4 separate regions of the Mus musculus genome follow, and regions 1, 3 and 4 are each linked to region 2. The links are chromatin contacts, called in public ChIA-PET, HiChIP or PLAC-seq and promoter capture Hi-C maps. All regions are on one chromosome and are shown on one strand. Each heading gives the region's core, a stretch centred on a gene start, on an enhancer-like site or on the middle of the called end of the contact. The rest is flanking DNA. Distances are from core to core; before and after follow the strand shown.

The links. Promoter capture Hi-C pulls out the DNA fragments that hold promoters and counts their contacts. ChIA-PET counts read pairs in DNA pulled down with a chosen protein or histone mark. HiChIP or PLAC-seq counts read pairs in DNA pulled down with a chosen protein or histone mark.
Region 1: a contact with region 2 is called in an RNA polymerase II ChIA-PET map of effector CD8 T cells, with 67 read pairs. The contact joins the enhancer-like site here to the promoter of Bspry in region 2. A contact is called at or near these places in 7 of 39 promoter capture datasets (cranial neural crest, frontonasal cranial neural crest, liver and 3 more), 2 of 484 Hi-C or Micro-C datasets (bone marrow-derived DN2 thymocytes and bone marrow-derived macrophages), 3 of 115 datasets of contacts at active chromatin or transcription factors (bone marrow-derived macrophages, effector CD8 T cells and embryonic stem cells) and 1 of 9 other capture datasets (liver).
Region 3: a contact with region 2 is called in a promoter capture Hi-C map of liver, with 6 times the contacts expected there. The contact joins the promoter of Zfp618 here to the promoter of Bspry in region 2. A contact is called at or near these places in 4 of 39 promoter capture datasets (cranial neural crest, hippocampal neurons and liver).
Region 4: a contact with region 2 is called in a BATF HiChIP or PLAC-seq map of CD8 T cells, with 7 read pairs. The contact joins the enhancer-like site here to the promoter of Bspry in region 2. A contact is called at or near these places in 3 of 39 promoter capture datasets (cranial neural crest and liver) and 4 of 115 datasets of contacts at active chromatin or transcription factors (CD8 T cells, bone marrow-derived macrophages, embryonic stem cells and 1 more).

Annotation. Positions count from the first base shown.
Region 1 is chr4:62,779,918-62,785,377 of GRCm38.p6, reverse strand. No RefSeq gene overlaps it. Among named protein-coding and RNA genes, the nearest start is that of Gm30699, 7.5 kb to the right of the region's middle. Within about 2 kb of position 3,872, at least 82 of the 459 cell types and tissues checked have an H3K27ac peak or open chromatin away from gene starts, as enhancers often do. A contact at or near this core is called in effector CD8 T cells and second pharyngeal arch cranial neural crest, where this site is marked.
Region 2 is chr4:62,475,925-62,481,505 of GRCm38.p6, reverse strand. It overlaps Bspry (B-box and SPRY domain containing), which reads right to left and starts at 1,439. Exons shown (of 7, transcript NM_138653.1): 1 at 1,069-1,439. The coding sequence starts at 1,413.
Region 3 is chr4:62,961,547-62,967,130 of GRCm38.p6, reverse strand. It overlaps Zfp618 (zinc finger protein 618), which reads right to left and starts at 1,564. Exons shown (of 15, transcript NM_028327.1): 1 at 1,425-1,564. The coding sequence starts at 1,457.
Region 4 is chr4:62,803,762-62,809,575 of GRCm38.p6, reverse strand. No RefSeq gene overlaps it. Among named protein-coding and RNA genes, the nearest start is that of Gm24117, 5.8 kb to the left of the region's middle. Within about 2 kb of position 3,570, at least 76 of the 459 cell types and tissues checked have an H3K27ac peak or open chromatin away from gene starts, as enhancers often do. A contact at or near this core is called in CD8 T cells and memory CD8 T cells, where this site is marked.

The DNA.
Region 1 (5,460 bases), core at 2,623-5,122, 300 kb before region 2:
AAGAGGAAAGAAGAAGAAGAAGAAGAAGAAGAAGAAGAAGAAGAAGAAGAAGAAGAAGAAGAAGAAGAAGAAGAAGAAGAAGACGACGACTCTGTTACAACTTTGAATTTGAGACGTCCCCATGCTCATGTGTTAAAGGCTCGTGGGCAAACAGTTGGATCCTGATATTGATTCACCCAGCGATAAATTCATAAAACAGTGACATCGCTGGGCGATGACAGAAACTAGGAAGTGGGGTGTGGCCAGAAGAAGTAGGCCATTGAAGGCGTGGCCAGAAGAATTATATCCTGTCTTTGCTTCCTGGCCACCTCGAGGTGAGCAGCTGCCTTTACTGCCCCCTTCCCTGCACCTCAGACCCAAAACAATGTGGAGGCTGGCAGCCTTGGGCTCAACCCTGTAAAATGAGCCATGATAAATCTTGTCTTCATCACAGTGGAAAAAACGAACTCAGATGCACACACCTGTCATCTTGCTTTAATCATTGCATTTGATCAGTAGTTATTCTTAATTTCTTATTGTGCCTCATTTATATATTAGACTTTATGAGAGAGATATATGCCCGCATAACTGTGCATACTCCTTCTCTCCCTGACCGTGTGTGTGTGTGTGTGTGTGTGTGTGTCTATTGGTATATCAGGAAACCCTGGTCCAGGGCTGCCCTCAGCTTCCCTTGAGCCTTTCATGCTAAGTCCATAACAGTTTGCTGCTGTTTGGAAAGTTGCTAGGTGTGAAACAAAATGGGGAATGGACCCCAGCCCTCGTAAGAACGTCAATCAGTTGATAGTGATGACCTGGAATGCTAGATGGAGAGACTCCAACCTGACAAAAGATCACCGATCTGGTCACTGATGCTGGGTCAGGGCCCAGCAATGGGGCAACAGAATCCCACCGTAGAATGGACCAAGCAGTCATGATGGCATAGAAAGCAATAGCAGTCAAGTCCAGCTAAACTCTCCCAGTCTGGTTGCTGGGAACAGAGTCTAAAGTCCTAGGTGTGAATGAAGGACTAGTGAGCACAAAGACTTAGATTGGAGACTCTCAGGGTGAGCTGAGACCTCCTGACTCGTGCTGCTTATCCCTAACCTCAGAACTGTGCATTCACCCCATGCTCTGGGTCCCCTGCCTTGTCTGATCCTTGAAGGATCTTTGGAGGTCTAGGCAGTGACACCACATAGTCCTGGTCCCTGCCCCTCGGAGTGCCTGGAACAATTGGCCCTAGGCCCTGATTTTCCAGGAGGGAGACTGGGTTTTCCACTCAAATCTTGACCCTTCGAACTCCCATGCTGGCCAGTGACCCTCTGTGAGGACCACTAGGAAGAAGCCAGGCCCCAGGCTGAATGGATATCTGTGGTGGGTGAATGCAGGAAGTGCTGCATCGGTGGCAGATGGGACAAGGATGTGGGGAACGCCATCTGGAAGACGGTCATGAGTGGCAGGCTACTCCTGTGGACAGACAGGGTCCTTCTGTGGCATTGACCCTGGAGTGAGGGAGCAGAGGGGATTATCTATTAGCCTGGTCCATCTATTTAGTGACTGAGGTCAGCTCTGGGAGCACTAGCTCCCTGGATCTTCTGCCCATCCTTAGGCAGGTCGCTGGAGATTGTACAGCCAGAGAAAGCCCCGTGAACAGATTCAGGGGGTTCAGAGGTGTGCTGGGTAAGACCAGGGATGTTTCTGCCAATGCAAGGTTACAGAGTTATCTCATTACCGGGATGTGGGAAATGAGGCTTAGCGCAGATGGCAGGTGATGCACACTCGGCTCCCAGCGGCATGAGAACACAAATGCCGGCTGGTTATAAAGAGGTGTTTGCATAAATACCATCTCCCAGTCCTGCCGTTCCTCCAGAGCAGATGTTGCTGTTCCTTGTGTGGTTAGGAAAATTTAACTCCGAGGGGCCAGGTATAGCCCAAAGACACCAAGCACAAGTGACAGGGACAGAACTCACATTTGGCTGACTCTTTAACCTAGGGTGTTTTCGAGGATCCATCAGTCTAGCAGGCATCTCCAGGGAAGGCTAAGAACTCAGGGTTCCACCCACAGCCCTGCATGGTCACAATCCTCTTGGTTAGGGCCCTTAGCCCAGTAAGTCATTTTAACCTGGGAGCTCAGAGCTAGTCCCCTGCTGGGCACCTCTCTTGGCCCAAGGGCTATACCTTATACTCAGAGGACCAGCCTGAGATGGTACTCGGGGCAGGGGGCATAGAAGCTAAGATCCTACAAGGGAGATCTCACAGGGAAGTCCTCAGAGCTGGACTTCCTTGCAGAGGAAAGCACCCAGGACCTCAGTGTTCCCACCTGCAGTATGGGTGACAGTGACATCAGCCAACATTTAATGGGCACTTCTTATACCAGTCACCCTGCTAATGACTTCACATGTATGGCCACATTGAACTCGCAGACTGACCGCAGGAAGCACTACTCCACATAGGAGAAAAATGGGGTACAAAACTCTTGACGGAGTCGTTCAGGGCAATCAGCACTAGCATTAGAACCCAGGTGAGTGGATTTCGAAGCCAGCCCCGCCCCTCTCACCTCCCAAGCGAATCCCCTCTCACACATAAACACATACTCCTTGCTAGTGAAATGGATTTAGTAACTAACCATCCATTCATCCTCTGGGTACAGCCTCCGTTTTCCTTAAAAAAAGGAATACACTAAAGAGGAATGATCAAAATCAAGCCAGGTATGGGAGGGAAGAATTTCAGGGTGGAACTACCCCTCCTTCCTCAGGGTCCCCTCTCCACTGCCCTCCAGAGGCCTCCACAAAGGGCAGTTCCTATCTCTGCACTCTAAAAGCCACTTAGCAATCGCCACATATACACACATGCACACACCTGCAGATATTTCCAGGGATGCCCAACAAGGACAGGGCAGGGACGGGTGCATTCATAATTGGGAGGGGAGCAGGAATGATCAAGAGATCCTTATAGAAAGTCCCTGGGGACCATGAAAAGCAAGGTGTGGTTGTAGGGGGAACACAGAACTATGATAAAAATAAAATGACAAGGCCCTGCCTTGTGTGGGTGGCTCCTGAGGGGAGTCATTCTCCTAGGGACCCACTTGGGTCCATAACTAGTTTCCTCCCTAGCCCCCCTTGGCCTCTGGTAAGCTAGAAGTATCCCAAATAGGAAGGCGGGAGAAGGGGAGTCAGAAAGTCTGCAATGAAAGTTCCAGAGTCCTTCCACAAAGCCACCTGCTCTGAAGGAGGAATGGGGTCTCAGGGAGAAGGGGAAGGACAGGACTCATTGTCCCTGGGAGGCTTGGGACATCTTAGCAAGGTGGGGAGGGGACACTGTCAAAGGTGGGAAAGAATAGATGGGAATGGTGGCTGGCTCACGTTGGCCTGTCACTTCCAGCTTGTGCAAAGTCCCTGGACCCGTGGCCCTGTAAGAATAAGAGCAGCAGACAGAGCCGGTCCCCTCAAGGGCTTCCCTCTGTGCTTTTAACTGCTTTTCTGTGGGCTCAGGAGCCACCTCACCCTCATATGTATCCCTCAGCTGCACACCAGTCTGTCCATTTTCCCAAAGGGCAAGACCCTCATTCTGCCTCAAGCTATGACACTTGCCTGTCCCCAGGCTGCCTGCCATACTTCCCCCTGGTTTCTCCACTGCCCTCAGCTCCATGTCACCTCTGGGAAGGGAGAGGAAGGACTGTCCCTGCCACAATCACTCCTGTCTGCTGTCCTCAGGAACTTACCATTTACCGACAGTGTTGATCCACCCCTGCACCCCTCAAGACCTCCCTAGAAAACCACCCTGGTGGCCAGCAGGGGCCTTGTTCCTGAACTCAAAGCTCCCTCACAGTAGGTACTCAGGACAGATGTGACACAGCATGGGGCCCTCCGAACGCCTTTGCATCTTGTACATCTGTTTGGAGCCGCAGTTAGCCCCAGATGTGTTATTTCCCTTGTTAATTACCGCAGAGTAATTGTGGTAAGAAGTGTAAGTAAAGCAGGCATTAATGGGAGGGAAAACCGATTTCCTGCGCGGGCTCACAGGAGGCAAAGCTGGGTCTCCCTGTAGCCTAGAGAATTCAGAAGGGGAGCATTCACCTCACCCACCCTGCTTCTCAGGAAGGGTCCCCTCCCACGCTGAATCCCATCTCCTCTTTACAGAAGAGTAGGGACCTGGGAAAGCCTGGACCCTTCTAGGGTTGCCACCTCGATTCTTTGTGTCCCATAAGAGCTGAAAGATATTGAGCGTATAGGCTCTGCAATACTTCCCCTCGCCTCGCTCTTTCCATCTTAAAATGGGCTAGCGGCACTTCTCTGCTGTGCCTGTACAAGCCACAAAACAGATGGCATGTGTGGTGTCCTGGATGGGTATCCACCAAGGTGACACCTTTCACTCCCTTTGCAGTGTCCTAGAAAAAAGATGAGCCCCGCCCTGCGCCTCCACCTACTGGACTCTGCCGGAGAAGCTCCAGGTTGATTTTGACAAGGTTAGTGACAGATGTCTTTAATACGGCTGCTCCAGACCTCAGTTTCCAAGAAGAGCTTTCATTGGAAGGGCAGAAATGTCACGCCTTCGTGGGGGGGGGGGGGGTGTGCAGTACAGCTGTCGTATGCTGTTTCCATTTCTGTGTCCATCAGTCCTCCCCACCCCCCAACACACACACACACACACAAAGTGATCGGTATGCCCTCAGGGTTGGAGAAAGCAGAAATGGCTCCAGCGATGTAGAAGAGAAAGGGGGTCCTTAAAGCGCAGGGGAGGCGGGGTCACAACTGGTATATCAGAGCCTACTCATTGGTCATTCGCTGCTGAGCTGCAGCGATCCTGGGCTTGCGTTTGCTTCTCGATGACCTGAGACGCCCTCTTGTGGGCATCGGCGGTAGTAATGGGGCTTCTTGCCTCTCTTAGCGGGTTTTTTAAAGGATCTCTTCTGCCAAACGACTACTCTCCTATTTTCCAAAATACGGAGATGAGGATGTAGTCTTGTATCGGGTCCTACCATTAAATGTGGACCCATTATTTCACTTTTTAAAAAATCAACATACAAAAATTTGAAAATGACAAAAAAAAAAAGCACAAACAATGCAGTATAAGAGTATGCATTATTCTTCCAAAAGTCCTGAGTTCAACTTCCAGGACCCACCTCAGGGGCTCACACGCCTGGAACCTCAGTTCCATTGGATACATTACCTCTGGCCTCCTCAGGTATCTACCCACACACATTTACACATCCCTGAGTATAAAATAAATATTTTAAAAGAAAAAATATTTACAAGCCAACAGTGACCCTTACCCCACAGCCAACGAAAGAAGAGAATAAGGTTACAGTCTTCTTGTCCACAGGGTGCTGGTTTAGAAGGAAACTCAGTATTTCTGCAAACACTTGGTCAATTGGAGCTCAGCTCTGAGCTGCGGATCCAGGACCAGCCGTGATACGGACTGAGTACCAACTGGGTCAGCTCCAGCTATTGATCCTGAAACCACAGGTACTACTCCTATCCCACC
Region 2 (5,581 bases), core at 190-2,689:
CTTGCTCTCCTGCCCTGGCCTTCACCCCTCTCACCACTCATACAGGCATGAAGGCTACTTTCAAGGTTTTCCATGAGGTCACTTCCTCTTCATAACCACTGAGATCAAAAAGTGGTTTCCTCTTGCCCGGTCAATGAATCTCCCCCTCTTAAACCCTGACTATTAAGAGTTACCATCCTCCTGTGGGCCCTTTTCCTCGTCTGAAAAACCTTAGTTAGAACCCACGCTTCAGCCTGGATGGAACTCGATGATAAGTATCTAAGTCCTTAGGAATTTGTAAAAGCCTTACCCATGATGCAAGCTGATTTATATCAACTTTTCTCAAGTCTATTTTCACCATCCCTGAGTAACTGAACTCCACCGGCCCCAGTTTCCAGGGAGGTGTGTTTATTACAATCTGGTTTGAGTAGGTGATGTCCCCAGCGACAGCTCTCAGTGCACAGCAGGGCTCGGTGCCAGGGTGGGGTTGGGAGAATTAAGCCATTTAATCAAATTGCAAGGAGTTCCCCAGGGGCCTCAGCTAAAATGAAAGGAAGACGACGGCTGCACCAAGGTGACTTGGCCTCCAATCTCAGCAGCTCAGGGAAAAGGATCAGGGTGTAACTGGAAAATGACCAGCCTAGAGCCACACTGAACCAAGAGATGAGGAGACCTTAGGAGATAGAGTGCCCTGCTATTCTTCCACCCTATCCATCACTTCAATTACAGTCTGGCCAGGTTGGAAGGGAACTGGATCCCTCACCAGGAAACCTGAAAGGGGGGAGAGGGTGACTCTAAGTCAAGAGGTTAGGGGGGGACTAAGTTTTTACGAGGTCAGCTATAACAATCACGTGGTGTTATGAATGCCTAGAAACTACTGGTGAGAGACACCAAGCTTGGATCAGTGACTCACAGGGAGGGGGCAGGATTCAAACTCCGATCCAGTTTACTCCAGAGGTCACACCTTTAACCACCTCCTTCTGCAAGGGAAGCCACAGAAAAGCCACTATCCCCCACCCACCCACCCCGGTCCCTGGTCCCTGCCAGTTCCCCCGCCCCAAGAAAGTTCCCGGCCCCACGCCCGCTTACTCTCAGCTCCTCCGCGTGCTCCTCCGCTCGACGGATGCGGTGCCGGTGACAGCGGCCGCCAAACCCGGCGCAGGTGGCGCATACCGGCCGTCGCTCCGAGAGGCAGAACCAGCTCAGAGGCTCGAAGTGCTCGGGGCACAACTGGCTCCGCTCGGACCCCTGCTTCGGTCCCCTCCTCAGTCCGGATCGCGGCCCCGGCTCCGGCCCGGACTCGGGTCTGGGCTCCGGTCCCGGTCCCGGCTTCGGCCGGGACTCCGGTCGGGACTCCGGTCCGGGCTCCGGTCCCGGCTCCGGCTCCGGCCCGGACTCGGACCCGGACTCCGTCCCGGAGACATCCGCGGACATGGCCGAGAGCCGGAGGCCGCGCGCTCCACCTGTCGCAGGTACCGAGGGCGTGGCCCTTCCAGGCCCCGCCCTCTCTGGCTTCGCCCCTCCCAGGCTGCGCCCGCGCGCTGACCCACACCACACTGGTTCCGCCTGCATCTGTAGGCTGTGGTTCTTTATAGGATTAAGTTGTGTTGTGTCAGAGTTTTAAAAACAAACAGCTGGGAGCTGGAGAGATGGCTCAGCGGTTAAGAGCGCCGACTGCTCTTCCGGAGGTCCCGAGTTCAAATCCCAGCAACCACATGGTGGCGCACAACCACCCGTAACGAAATCTGATGCCCTCTTCTGGTGTGTCTGAAGATAGCTACAGTGTATTTACATACATTAAATAAATGGATAAATCTTAAAAAGAAAAGAAATACCTCAAGATACGTGATGTGTTTGATTTAAAAAAAACAAAAAACAAAAAAAAAAACAACTGACATTCTAGTGCCTATACGAATCTTTAGTAAGCAGTTACGAAGTGTCAGATTTTTTGCTAAATGCATTAACAGCGTGTTTGAGGGGCAGCTTTAGGCATGTGTCTTAAATACAGGCTCATTTCTCAGCTGTGCTTGACTGTTAAAGGGGGTTGAGGCGATCTCACTCTCATACTTGGGTTGAGGAGTATATAAATGAAAGCACATGAAATGAGTCAGTTATGGTGACACAAATCTGTAATCCCAACACTTGGGAGATAGAAGTGGGAAGATCAGGAGTTCAAGGTCATCCTCAAACATATAAGGTTCGAGGCCAGCTGGGTTACGTAAGACTTTGTCTCAAAGACACATTAAAAAAACAAAACAAACAAATAAAACAAACAAACAAACAAACAAAACACAAAAAACCAAGCTGTGAGTGGTGGCATGTGCCTTTAATCCAAGCACTCAAGAGCCAGTAGCTGGGCTGGAGAGATGGCTCAGCGGTTAAGAGCACTGACTGCTCTTCCGAAGGTCCCAAGTTCAAATCCTAGCAACTACATGGTGGCTCACAACCATCTGTAATGAGATCTGACACCCTCGTCTGGTGTGTCTGAAGACAGCTACAGTGAACTTACATATAATAAATAAGTCTTTAAAAAAAAAAAGAGGCAGAAGCTGATGGATTTCTGTGAGTTAGAGGCAGCCTGGTTTTACATAGCGAGTTCCAGGCCACCAGGACAGCCAGAGCTACAGAGGGAGATAGTCTTAAAACAAAACAAAGCAAAAAAGAAAAGTTATGAACAGTGTCAGGCACACAGCAGCTGCTCAGTGCTAACAGCAAAAGGAAAAACACTTATGACAATTTTTATCACATTTATTTATTTAGAGAGAGAATATTTGAATACTTTGGAAGTGTATGTACCACAGTGCATTCGTAAACCAGAGGACAGCTTGCAGGAATAGGATCCCTCCTTCCATGTAGGTTTTGGAAGTTGGACCTAGGTCACCAGACTTGGCAGCAAGCGCCTTCACTCTCTAAGTAACCCCATGCCTGATTACTATTTTATGGAAATTAAGTAACGTGTGGAGTCTCAGTTGCTGATTGATGGCAATGATACCAAAACCCAAGCAGTTTAACTTCTGGTTACCTGGATGAGTAATTTTTAAGTTACAACGTATTGAGAAGCATTGAAAGGGCTGATTTTCCAAGTAGTGTATTTGCATTCAAATTTCCTGAATTTGATTATTTGGGCTTTTTCTTTTTTAAATTGACATTGATGAAAAAGTAACTTTGAAGACAATGGGATATGCAAATAAGCACAAAATACCAAAATACCCATTTCAAGAACAACTAACTTCTGAGGCTCTTTCTGCCTCTTTGATGAATCAAACTGAACCCAGAAGGAGCCTTCTGCAGGTCATGCAGCCTGGTATTCCTGATATGTGGGGAAAACTGCTCCTAGCCCAAAGTTGGCCTCTTGGGGGCTTGCATATCTCTACACTGGAAACCCTCAAAGCCACTACTACATAAAGAGGATAAAACTTTTCCTTTGTAGTCTTGGCTTAGCCCCCAGATTTGAGTGCAGCCAAAAGCCCTGAAGCCACTCAGAGTCGTACTGAGTGGAGCCATCCTTCCAGTATGGACACGAGGCCACTCAAACACACAATGCTCTATGCCAGGTGACATAGGAATGTAGGGTTGTTGGTTATACAGCTCCTGGTTGTAGGTCTTGGTCAGATTGCCTGATTCCTCTGGTCTCCCTTTTCTCCTCAATTCAGTAAAGTAACAGCATATCTCACTTAGAGGCCTGCCTCAACAATTAAATGCAGTCTTATCAGTGAAGTGCTTAGTTTGGGGGTTTAACATGTACCAGGCACAAGAAATGCCTTTATTACACACAAGGACCTGAAATGTACTCGTAGCAAATTACGTGCGGTTCTTAGAGGGGTGGGTACTGTGATCCTGACATCAAAAGAAAAAAAAAAAAAAAAAGGAAAAGGGAAAAAAACCAAAACTGGTCTAGCAAGCTGGAGAGATGGTTCAGTAGTTAAGAAGGCATTCTGTTCTTGCAGAGGATCTGAGTTCTGTTCCGAACACACAACTACATGTAGCTCCAGCTCTCGGGAGTCCAGCGACCTCAGCAATCACCTGTGCTCAATGAGCACATGCCCATGGGGAAACACATGGACAAAATACATCTTAAAAATAAGTAAATAAAAGTTCTTTTTAAAAAAATGCAGTCCTGTGTATTCCAGGGCAGATACTTCAAAGTATTCACCCTCCTTTGAAGTAGAGATGGAGACAGGCTATGGTAAATAGGAATTGTAGTTAGATTGTTTTTGTTGTTACTACTGTTCAAAAGAAGAAGCTGTGGGGGACAGAGAAAGATATTCCATAAGGCCTTTGAGGGAAGTTGGACACCTTCACTGGGAGGTAAGCCATCAGACGGAGGGGTGTCTGGGCAGATGGACAAGCACATGGAGACAGCTAAGCGGTGAGTGGATGTATGTTTAGAAAGTTGGACTCATCTGTCCACTGCCAACCATAAGGGAAGACCACAGAAACCTTCTGAGGTCAGGGTTAGCATGCTACCCTCTGAATGATGTCGACCTGAATGAACTAAGGTGGTGGCTGGAGAGGAACATACAGGCTTTTGTTTTTAGGATAAACACGAGGCTGAACTGAGAAACCTTGGGTGACAATTATTCTTGACCAAGGAAGAGAGGGAGATGTTACAAATCACCCCCCCCGGAAAAATGCAGAGCCCCCCACCCATGCAAGACACCAGGCTGGCCACACCCAGAAATTCCCAGACTTTAGGCAGGTTCAGAATCACTGGGGGATAGGAAATAGGGGTGGTGAGAAATGAATTTTCTAATAGGAAATGAACCACAAAGTCTGTGGTAGAACTAGGAATCTGTGTTTTTAGCAGTCGTGCCACGATTAGGACCCAAATGAACCCTGTGAACTAAAAGAGGGTTTAAGCAGCAGCAACTCTCTTATTAGGTAGGGCTAACAAGTCAAGGAAGGAGGAAGGAGGAAGGAGGAAAGGAAGAGTATGAGCATAGTGAGGCTTGCTGCCTCTTGGTCATGTACTGTGAGAGACTATTGTTTTGGATTAGCTTCCATACAGGCTCCAACAGACCCAAATGGAAATCAAAATGGAGTCACTCGAGCTCAGGCTCATGCTCAAACCGAAACTAACTCATCACAAACTTGCTTGTCTGGAACTTCCCAGAAAACAAGTGACCATGGGGAGAAGAAGAGATCATGTGACAGAAAGAAAGAGATAATTAACCAAACAAATAAGATTTAGCTCAGTTAACTAGGAATTCCCCTCCGTATTGACTCTACAGAGAAAGTAACTGTGAGTTGATTTTATTTCTGCTTTCTGTAATTCTCGGAGCTAAACTCACCCACTCGGTCCATCCATTTTATAGAATAATATTTGTGTCCAGTTCTAGAACTGTTAATAAGAACCGATTAGATCATGTAAATAAATGTATAGTAATTTGATCTTTAGGTTATATGTAAGGAGGAAGTGGGGACCATATTTCTTTCTGTGGGTGATTAAAAAAAAAGAAAGAAAACTACTTAGTCACAAAGATTTCCGGGGCCTTGAGGTGGGTAGCACTTGAACTTGAGGGCTCATAAAAGCAGGAAATGCTGTGGAACCAGAGAAGAAAGGATACCATTGTCACCCTACAGTCATTCAACAGCTTTATTG
Region 3 (5,584 bases), core at 315-2,814, 490 kb before region 2:
TCAGTTTGCACAATATATGAATTGACATTTTTCTCCATTGAATATTGCTCAAGAAAAGGTCCCTGACATTTTCTAGATAAAACAACAACAAAACAAGAAATGCCTAGACCTTGCAGCAAACAAAATCAGGAAACAGTCATAATTATTCCATCAAAGCAAAACACACACACAACACACACAACACACACATACACACACACAACATAACAAAAAACAGAAAAAAGACCGGCAGGATTTCACTCTAACTTTTCCAATTTCTGTTTTTCTTTAAAATCTCAGGAGTTAAATGCAGTAAAATGTAAATGTAAAAATTTAAACCTACAATTTTTGGGTGTGTCCAAAGCCAACATTTTAGGATCTATTTTCTCTCCTAAATCCTTCTTTCTTGGAAATGGAAAAACTTTGAACGCTGCCAAATGGCAAAATTAGTCATTTTTGCCTACGGAGCAAAACAAGCCGCAAATTATAATGAAACACAATTTCTAATTGCTTCATAAAGCCAATTCTCCCAGCTTTCCCTAAACTGAACTATTTCCCCCCTTTTCTCATTCCAATTACTATTTTTTTTTTACTCAAATTAAAATAACTTAGGTACCTAAACTGCCTTTGCTTTTAGGAGGTATTTTTGCTTTCTCCCCTTCAAGAATTGAATTCATTCAAATTCCAGCTTAATTTTCATTTACATATTATCTGGATTTGGCTTCAGAAATAAAATTGTCTCCATGTCCTTTCAATGATCAAAGTGAAAATTTTCACTCCAAAAAAGATAGAAAAAAAGAATCTTTCCCACATCCACCAGTTTGTAGATGAAACTTTGGAATAAATAAGAAATAAAAAATATTTCTTTTCAATTTTAATTTCTTTTTTTTTTTATTTACAAAATAGTATCCTCTAGGTGGCGTCGTTTTAATGGGAAAAAACTACCGTTTGAAGAAAAATTAGAAAAAAAAATTGAGAGAAGGAAATATGGCCTTAAAAAAAAAAAAAAAAAAAAAAAAAAGATTGTTGCAAAGATTGGGGGCCTGGAAGGAAAGCTCTCCTGGGGGTCACCAAGGACCATGAGAGCAGAGAGGGTCAAGGGGAAATTGCAAATTTCGGGGGAGGGGGAGATCTGGAAGAAGGTTGCATTTTCGCAAAATCTGAATTGTCCAAACTGCAATGGCTGCTCCGTGCTCTCGCCGCTTTGTTTCTGGGCTCCGGTCCGAGCTGGGGGCCGCGGGGGGCGGCGGGGGACGCCGGGTGAGGGGTCCCCATTAGCCTCGGCCGCCGCCCCCGCGTCGCCCGCGCCCCGCAGCGTCCCGGGGGGCCGCTCCCGCACCCCGGCCGCCCGGCCCCACTCCGGATCCCCCCGCCGGCGCCCGCGCTCGCCATCCCGCGGGGCTGCTGCGGCCCCCGCCCTGGCCCCCGCCCCGGCCCCGCGTTACCTGCGGAGCTGCCGCGCCGTCCGGCTGGCTCATCGGTCCGTGCGGGAGGAGGCGGCCCCGGCGCGTCCTGCTCCTCCCGGGCCGGGCTGCGCCGCGCGCACAATGCCGCTGCCACCGCCGCCGCCGCCGCCGCCGCTGCTGCCGCTCCCTCCTCCGCCCGCCCCGCGCGGGCCGGGGGGCGGGGGCCGGGGGCGCCGGGGGGGACCGCCGCGGGGACCGCAGATCGCCCCGCCGGCCCGCGCCCGCCGCGCTGCACCGCGCCCCGCACCGCCCCCGCCGGCCTCCGAGCCGCTGCGGGCCCCCGGCCTCTCCTCGGCCTCCGCCGCGGGCCTCCGCGACGCCCCACGCCTCACACAAAGCCGCCGGTCCCCCGCGCCGCCGGCGGCCCCCCAAACTTTCCCGCGCCAGCCTCGCGCGCGGGGCATTTGCTCGCGTGGGGCGGAGGTGGGGGCACAGAAAAGTTTTGGGGAGCGGCCTCTGGTGGGACAGAAGGGGTTAATGGGAACGCCTCTCCCCTCCCCACAAGCTCTCCCCCCCCCCCAAATCAGATCGATTTTTTTTTTAAATAAAAGTTTTGAGGAACGAAACTGGAAAGCTTCCTGGGAATATTCGGTAGCCTAGGCTATACCTAGCTCCCCCCTCCCCGTCCTCGCAGATAAGTTTGAGAACTGAGGGCCAAGGGGACCCTCTCTAACCCCCATCAAGTCTGAATATAAATTTACTATTTGAGGAGCCTCTCTTCTGTTTGATGTCAGTGAAGTCACTTTTTTACCCTCCCCCGCCAAAAAAAGTAAAAGTATTAAAAAAAAAAAAAAAACACAAAACCTGACCCTATGGAAGGAGATGTTGAAGGTTGAACAAGGGTCAGCCCCTCCCCCCCCCCCCCCCCCCAGTTAGAAAAGGAAAATTTTGACTTATCCCTCTTACTTGAACTGAAAGGTTAAAGAGGCCTGCTCTTTCAAAAGTCCTAAACTATAAAAATACAAAATGTTTCTTATATGAGAGCTTCCTCTTTATGACTTAGGAAGACTTAAGGGTTTGTTTCTGTCCTCCTACTCCCAAAATAGACTTAAAAATAATAAATCAGAAAGACCTGGCCTATATGAAAACTAGAGAGACCCCTGGATTCTTCTCCCACAGCTAGTTGAGTTTTAGAATAAGAAGTTGAAGAATTGCCATGTATCAGATGAGAAAGGAACCAATGTGTTTCCTTACCCTTCCCTTGAGAAAAAAAAAATAAGGATAGGATTGTTTTATGGAAATTAAGGCTAGTTAAACGGGTGCTTTTTCTGACTCCACCTTAAGAAAACATGTGTAGGAGCTTTTTAAAGTTTAAAGAGCAAACTCCTCTAAACAGAAAGGGCTCTAGAACTGTCCGTCCCCTTAGAACCCTTCTTCTTCCTTCAAGTTAGTTTTTAAAGACACCACTCTCCTGGAAGAATCAGTCTGTGGGAATTTGGCCCTCCGTAGAAGAAAAACAGTGAAGAACCCCACTTTTCAAACCCCAGCCTGGTAAATACATAAGAAGTTAAGCAGCATCTTCCAGTTACATCTGGAAACCTCTAAAGTCAGTGATTGATTTGAGATTTAAAAGTACCCATTTCTTTTTCCCCTGCTTATCGCGTATGTTCTTGGAAGAGATCTGGCAGCATCTTCCAAGGCCCGTGTGGATCAAGTGGGAAGCAGAGCTGGCAGTTGGGCAAGCCTGGCAAAGCTCTGCCTGCTTGCCTCACCTCCTCCTAGATACTAGAGCCTTAAACTGTTTTCAGAGTATCTGCCTCCTGGCCAGGCCTGCTCCTCTGCCCAAGCTAAGGCTGATAGGATTCCCTGGAATGGTAAGGAAGGAGATCAACGCAGTGGGATGGTTATCAAGAGAAAAGCCCTTCTTTGAGAGTCAGGAAAGGGGGGTACAGTAACTGTTCACTGAGCAGTTACTGTATATATATGGGAGGGGGGGCAGATAAACTGTCAAGAAGAGCTTGCCCTAGCCCTTCTCAAATTTGAACCACCCAGATTGGCTGGTCTCACCCTGGAGTTCTTACTTCATTCTGTTGAGGTAAGGAACTGATAGTTTACATTTCCATCAAGTGTCCCGGCAGCTGCTTCCCTAAAAACATCCTCTTGCAAACCACTGTAGTACCTGAACAAGGTAAAGAGGAAGGGCCTGGTCCACTCCAGGAGCACAGCAATGATTCCAAGTTATACCTGATTGGCTGGTGATTCTCCCTGCAGGATCTTCGTCAGATAGAGGGGATAGCAGGAGTTTGAGTTCCCAGGTCCTTAAGTCATAGTTTTAGGGATCCAGAAAATAACCACTAAACAAAACTTTACCTACATGTCCATTTGAACGGAGAAAGTATCTTCCCAAAAGGGAGTGCTAGACTGCCTGTCACCTCTAGCCTGTGAAATCCCATGGTCCTATGCAGCCTTTTCTTTCCAGAATCATTGCAAATACCTTCTGCCTCTCCATAACCCAGAGATTAGATGACCTGAACATTCTGTCAGCGCATTTGACAGAGAGCCCCCCTCAACCCCAGTATTCAGCAACAATGTATATTCAGCAACAATGTATAAAGACGCTTCCCCCTGGAGTCAGAGACGCAGAGAAGGTGTTCTGATTGACGCTATCTTGCCCAGGCCTTGGAAGGGATGCTAAGGGCAATGCCATCTAAGCTTAAGAAACCCAGGTTATAATTGAACCCACACATTCCCTAAAGCCACTGCAGAAACAACACAGTCACCCGCAGTGACTGTGTAGCATCACAGCAAACAGGACACATGTGCAACACAGAGAGCGCCTTTGGATCTCCAGGAGCAAGATAGCTGCACTCTAGGACCCACTGGAGACCCATGCTGGCAGAGAACAATGGCGCCATGACCAGTGTGACAAAGAGACGCAAATCAAGTCACACAGAAGGCTTTGAGGGGAGGATTCTGACACAGAGGGCCTCTGAGTGGGCTGAAGTAAGGTGGTAGGTAGAAGAGTCAGGGCAGCAGGGCCAAGGCCCAAACTGCCCAGTGATGGGACAGGCAGATTCTTGGGTGCTGCATTGGCACAGCGAACACTGGTCAATCTAAGAACCCATAGGAAGATACGCAGTACAGCAGGCACCTCCAAAGGCTCCCTCATTTTGAGCCATTTATCAAAGTTTGGAAACATCTGACTCTCCCACATGCAGCTCTCCGTACCCAAAACACCTGGAGTGTGGTGTGACTTCTAGGGAGTCATCCTTCCCAGCAGGGTGACCCTGGCCTCCTGGTATGGGAGGATGAGGGGCAGGAATTCCATTGGCTTGGCTGGTATGGAGACTGCTGCCTTCCTAGACACATTTTAGGAAGTTAACCTGTGTTTCTCACTTATGCCTCAGGGCACTTCCACCCACCCACCCATCATAAAGTAGATGGTGTCATCAAAGTCATTTTGAAGATGAGGCCAGAATTATCTACTTGAGATCACCAAGTCGAGGCCAGAGCCAGGGATGAGTCGGGTAGACCATTACGATTGTCTCTGGCCAATGGGATTATAAAACCCCACCAGTCTTGTGAGCCCTCTTTTTAGTTATAATCAATAGAAATTAATCATGCGAGAAAGGAGACTTGACTCCATCAGTAAACTGCTTAGAACCTGAGTTGCGTTCCAAAACCTATTAAAAAAAATAAAAATACCACAATCACTGCCACCACCACCACAACAAAGCGAGCACTGACATCACACACACACTATTCTCAGCACTAGGGAGGTAGAGACGTGAGGCTCCGTGGGGCTCATTGGCCAGCTGACCCAATTTATTCAGAAAGCTCCAGGCCAGTTAGAGACCTAGCCTAAGAAGAAGAGAAAAGAAAGGTGAGTGATGACACACGAGGTTGTCCTCTGATCTCTACACACTGGTAGACACATACTCATACAGGTTTAAAAACAGAGTGTTATTTTGTTGAATTAGGAAATGGGTTGTGGAATTCAAGGGCCAGAAGTAAAATGAAGCCAGAACAGACTGGGACACAAGTCCCTTGATATCCTCAGAGAGAGAGAGAGAGAGAATCAGAAAGAATCAGAAAGAAAGAGAGACACAATGAGAGAGAATTAGAAAGAAAGAGAGACACAATGAGAGAGAATCAGAGAGAAAGAAAGACACAATGAAAGAGAGAGAGAAACTGTCTTT
Region 4 (5,814 bases), core at 2,321-4,820, 330 kb before region 2:
GAGAATGGAAATTGTTCTGATTCTCTAACTATAACTCTTGGTTTCGTGTTGAAAAGAAACAGCAAGAGGAAGCATTCTGAGCATGTTCCTGACCACAGGGAAGCCCCTTGCTGTTCTATGGGATTATGGTTTTTCTGTTGTTGCTTTTATAAGTGCCCTTTATAAGGTTGAGAACATTCCCTCTACCCATTGGCTGGCTGTATTTATGGCAAGCACCTTGCTTCTGCTCATTTAGTCTGCAGCGCTGATGGAGGACCTGCTGCAAATGCCAAGTGAGGCATGCTCTTAGACAAAGGACAGCTCTCTATTTTCTTCTAGATCAGAGTGACGTGGAGGACCTGGGCACTGTCCCAGATTCCTTTCTATTTCTATCATAAAACATGTACCACACGCAGCTTAGGAAACATAAGGGTTTACATCTCCAGATCACAGTTTATCCTTGAAGGAAGTCGAGGCAGGTACTTGAAAGAGAAGCCATGGAGGAGTGCTGCTTGCTGCTGTACTCTCTGCCTTGCTCACAGACTCATGCTTACTTAGTCAGCTTTCTTTATTTCTTAATCTTTCTTTCTTTCTTTCTTTCTTTCTTTCTTTTTTTCTTTCTCCCTTTCTTGTTTTTGTTTTTGTTTTTGTTTTTTTGTTCGTTGTTTTGGTTTTAGGGGTTTTTTTTGAGACAGGGTTTCTCTGTGTAGCTCCGGCTGGTCTGGAACTCATTTTGTAGACCAGGCTGGCCTCGAACTCAGAAATCCGCCTGCCTCCACCTCCCGAGTTGCTGGGATTAAAGACGCGCGCTACCACGCCCGGCTTTAGTCAGCTTTCTTATACTGCCCAGAACCACCTTTCTAGGGAATGCTGCTACCCACAGTGGGCTGGCTGGGCTCTCCTACATCAATGATTAATTAAGATAATTCCCCATAGTCACGCCCCAGATCAATCTACTCTAGGCAATTCCTCAATTGAATTTATTCTCTCATATAATTCTAGGCTGTGTCGCTAACAATTAAAGCTAACTAGGACAGGCACCTATGCAGACCTTCACGACATCAAATGGTGAATGGCTTAGTGAGAAAGAATAAAAGAACCTCTTCTTCCGTGGGGGGGGGGGGGGGAGATATCTTGGTTCGGGTGTCCTGAGAGCAGGAGGCAAGGGCTCAGAGCAGGAAATCTATTTGGAGTCAGTCTGTGCTCAGGCGGACTCTGAGAGCGCCTCCTGCTGGGCATCAGGGGTGGGTGCTGAGCGTTGTTGCACCGCAGCTTCTGAATTGAAACAACCCCTCCTGGAGGGAATACAGAAGACACATGGGACTCCAGAAATAAACGTCACAAATCCCTTCCTCACAGTTACCAAAACAGTAATTACTACTGAGGAGAGGGGATTCTCCAAACTGGCATGCAGGGTACTCCTGGGGAGCAGCTATTGCAAGTTGCGGCCCACATACTCCACTCTGGTGATGCATCTGCCTTTGAGTAGCCCTGTAAGGAACCTACTGAACTCGCTGGCTTGCCAAGTCGAACTTAGGTAGGCTTGTTCCTTTGGCCCGTTGTCAGTGCCTCATCTAGGGTGAATTGCTCACATTGATAGTGGCTAGTGGGTGGGTTCTTTTTCTTTGCCCATTAGATTTTTTTTTTCCATTTTTTATTAGGTATTTAGCTCATTTACATTTCCAATGCTATACCAAAAGTCCCCCTTACCCACCCACCCCCACTCCCCTACCCACCCACTCCCCCCCTTTGGCCCTGGCGTTCCCCTGTACCGGGGCACACAAAGTCTGCGTGTCCAATTGCCCATTAGATTTTTAAAAACAGAAATGGTGAGATATAAAATGAATGTGCTCATTGGCAAGTGTTACCGGTTTCTCGGGTGGAGAAGGGCCTCAGATTTGGGGGAGCAATCACTCGAAGGGGTTTAGGTGCCTTACCACGTGGTCCCTCTCCCTCCTTTTGTGTACTGGTTTAATGGTGTCTCTGTGTCCCTTCTATAGCAGGGGCTGAGTCTCTGGCTCTGTAATTGTTGATTGACTGCCATGAGAGCAGACTCCCCAACTTCTCCGGCTCTCTGGGGTATGACAGAGAGACTTGTTGCATGGGAGGGAAAAAGAGCTGCATTTCAGAGAAATAAAAACTTACTACTAAAGAAAAAAAGCCCCAGTGAAATTGAAACTGTCTATTGTTGGGGGTAAAAAGCCATCTTAAAAAAAAAAAAAAAAAAAAAAAAAACTCAAACTGAGGATATTATGTCCCCTTCTGCTATCTCAGGGCCCATACCCTCAATGTCACCTTAGGAAAAGCCACACAACAAGCATTCTTGCTGTGTTATGGCGACACTGGTCCCACTGGGTTAGTGTTCCACCCTCCAAGGTGTCATCTCCATGAGCTCTGGAAGGCTTATTTTCCCATGGTCCTGTCACAGGTGAGAGATTGAGTAGAGCTTCAGAGAGGCACACAATCAGGAATACTGCCGGGCTTTGGTCCTGCTGCCCAGTTGGTCCTGCTGCCCTGGGGACAGAAGGAAACCAGAAAAGGATCTTAAGTCTGAAAGTAGCAACAATAACAGACAAGAGGGTGGTTAGGGCCAAAGCACAGACTCTGCTGGGAGGAAGTACAGTTCAGGCCCACACAGTGGGTTCTTATCACAGGGAGACAGGAAACCAGGGCAGGAAGAGGCTTTGAAGGCAGCACCATGGACTCAGTGTAAGCCACAAATGAATCGAGAGGCCAGGGACACTTTCTGACTGAACTCTTGGGTTCTTTGTGGTATCACTAATGGGGGCAGAGAATCCAAAAGGAGAAGATGACTTTGATGAGGTCAGTCTGGTCATGTGGAGGAGGAGGAATGTCCTACGGAAGAGAAGTTCCCAACATGGCTCCACCAGTGTTGATCAAGTATGCCTTCCCTGAACACCACAGAAGGTCCTCAAACAGTGCTTGTTGATGAGTGACTGTTGGCCCACACAGATATCTTGCCGTGGTGACTAATGTTTGGTGTCCCCTTGCCTGGATTTGGGCTAGAAAAATGGCAAAGCGTGATTGGTGTGTGTATCCAAGAGGCTGCTGAACAAATGGACACAAGAGTCGATGGGACGGATGGATTTCGTGGTCTATTTTGACTTTGTTAACTTAATTGAAAAATGAAAGCCTAGGGCATCAGTGAGGATGGGTGTATACCAAGGGTGTATCTGTGAGGGCATTTCCAGAGACAGTTCACCTAAGAGAGAAGATTCCTTCTGTTTATGGGGCAGATCCACCCCATGGCTGGTGTTCCAAACAGAATAAAAGAGAGAGAAGAGAGAAAGTGAAATGCCAGGTTCACATTCTGTTTCCTGGCTCACTGAGACGTGAGCAAACAGACACTTCACTACTGCCTTCCAGAGGGGAGTGGACCTTGCAGGTAACCTCAGATGACAGGGCCAGTCAGTCACTCTGTCAGTGGGAGTACACAGAGCTCCCCGACCTTTTGGTTTCCTGTCTGATTGCTCAGGAGTAAGCCTTTGAGGACAGCGTCTTCCAGGGAGGTAGGCAGAGCTTGCAGCTGCTTGTGAAGTGGGTCAGTGTGTCAGAAGCCAAAGCCCGGGAAGGAACCAGGCAGGAAGAAGCATTCTGCCGGTTCCCAGAGCTGAGGAGCCAGCAGCAGGCAGTGCTATGCGTAGCTGCCTGCCGGGGAAGTCTGCAGCTGCTGGCTTGCTGTCCCTGTGGTGTCATGGTGCTGTGTCCTCAGGCCCCTGGAGCTGTCTGTTATGTCCTCTCTCATCTGCCAGCAACATTCTCCCCAGTGCCCCACCTCTGAATTAAGGAGCTGCTCCTTCCTCCTTACTGGCACTTTTCCTAAGTGCCACCTCCAGCTGGAAGACATTCCTGCATCTTCTGGCCCCTCCCAAGCTCGCCCCACTGAGAACCTGCCATCCCTGTCACAGGCAGACAGCAGAGCCTCCACACCTAGACTCCAGAGTCTGCTAGATTAGGTTCTATGTCTGATCTTAAACCCGGACAAGTTGCTGAGCCTCTGTGCCTCAGTTTCCTTACATGTTTGTTAGCTAGTGTTTATTACAGTGAATCAATCCCTGTGAAGTGTTGTATCAGAGACTGACAGCTGCAAGAACCTGAGTCCACATTTCCTGGACCTCCTTCTGGAATGTCTTCTTGATTCTTCAGAGGCAATTCTGTGCACTGCAGATGTGTGTGCACTGCAGATGTGTGTGCACTGCAGATGTGTGTGCACTGCAGATGATGTGTGTGCATGGGGCTGGAGAGATGCCTCAGCACTTAGGAGCACTGACTGCTCTTCCAAAGGTCCTGAGTTCAATTCCCAGCAACCACATGGTGGCTCACAACCATCTGTAACGGGATCCAATGCCCCCTTCTGTGTGTCTGAAGATAGCAACTCGTCATATATACTAAATAAATATATAAATAAACAAACAAACAAATAAATAAATAAATAAAATCTTTTTTTAAATGTGTGTGCACTGCAAATGCCTGTGTTCTGCAAATATGTGTGCACTCAGATATATGAGGACCCCAGTGAGGAAAGCTAATGGAATGGGACTGGCCCTTCTAGTGGCTACTTCCCTGTTATCTTTTGTATTGTTTCTGATGAAGGTCACTTGACAAACAGTTGATAGAGTATGTGGTATCTTTGCAGAGTCAATACAGACACACACACACACACACACACACACACACACACACTGTTATTCTGTTTCTCTGGAGGACTGCAACCCATCCTCCCAGAACCCCAACTACTATGGTTTGAGTGAGTCCCCAACACTTGAGGAGCCCGAAGCTTGGTCCTCATCGTGGGCATGTTGAGAAGTGATGGGATGTAAGGGAAAGTGGGGATATTCAGTGGGAACATTGTCTTGGGGGGGGGGGGGAATTAATGTTACAACAAGACCCTGGCTCATTCCATGAGGATTAACATGACTGTCATCTTGGCAGGATCGAGGCTTTGCAGGATTCTCTAGATTAGGTTAACTGAAGAAGGAAGGCCTTCCCTGAGCATGGCCGCACCGTTCTTTGGGTTGGGGTCCCAGATTGAATACAAAGGAAAAAGTGAGCTAAGCGCCAGGATTCCTGGCTCTCGGCTTCCCCAGTCCCCCCATATTCCTACCACTATGGCTTCCCTGCTATGATGGGCTGTGCCCTCCAAGTGAGCTGAGATAAACACTTTCTTCACTAAGTCATTTTTGTTGGGAATTCTGTCACTGCCACAAGTAACCAATACAGTCCCCAAGAGAGCCTGTGTCATAGAAAGACACCAACTGCTCAGTTTTGTCTGCTTCGTCTCACTGTGTTGTTGCATCTGAGCATCTACACCTGCTACTGCTGTCAACTTAGGACCTCACCAGAGAACGGAACAGATGAGGTTACTAGATCTTGGAACTTCATCCTGCAAATTAGGCCTGTTTTCATTATAAAGTATCCAGCCTTTGGTGTTTTGTTATAATGCCAGAACCTAGACTAATATGCCAAACCAAAATCTGAAACTCTCCATGGCAAGATCTCCCCAGAGAGTGGGTGCAGGGACTTCCATTATCTCTTCCATGTGGCAGAGATGTCCACTCACAGATTCTATCTTCACAATCTCCTCTTTCAGGAAGACTGAAATGTGGGAACAGAAAAAGAACCAAGACTCTTAACTCAGACACCCCTTCTCTTAGAAAAGCTTTGAAGTAAGATGGAACCCCAAAATCTCTTCCCTCTTTGGTTTCCTTTCAAGTGCAGTATTTTGAGATGAATTATTGCTAAATAAAAGTGGTATATGACAAACTACTACTTCTCTCCTGATAAGTATGGCAGACAATGGTCACACACCTAGCT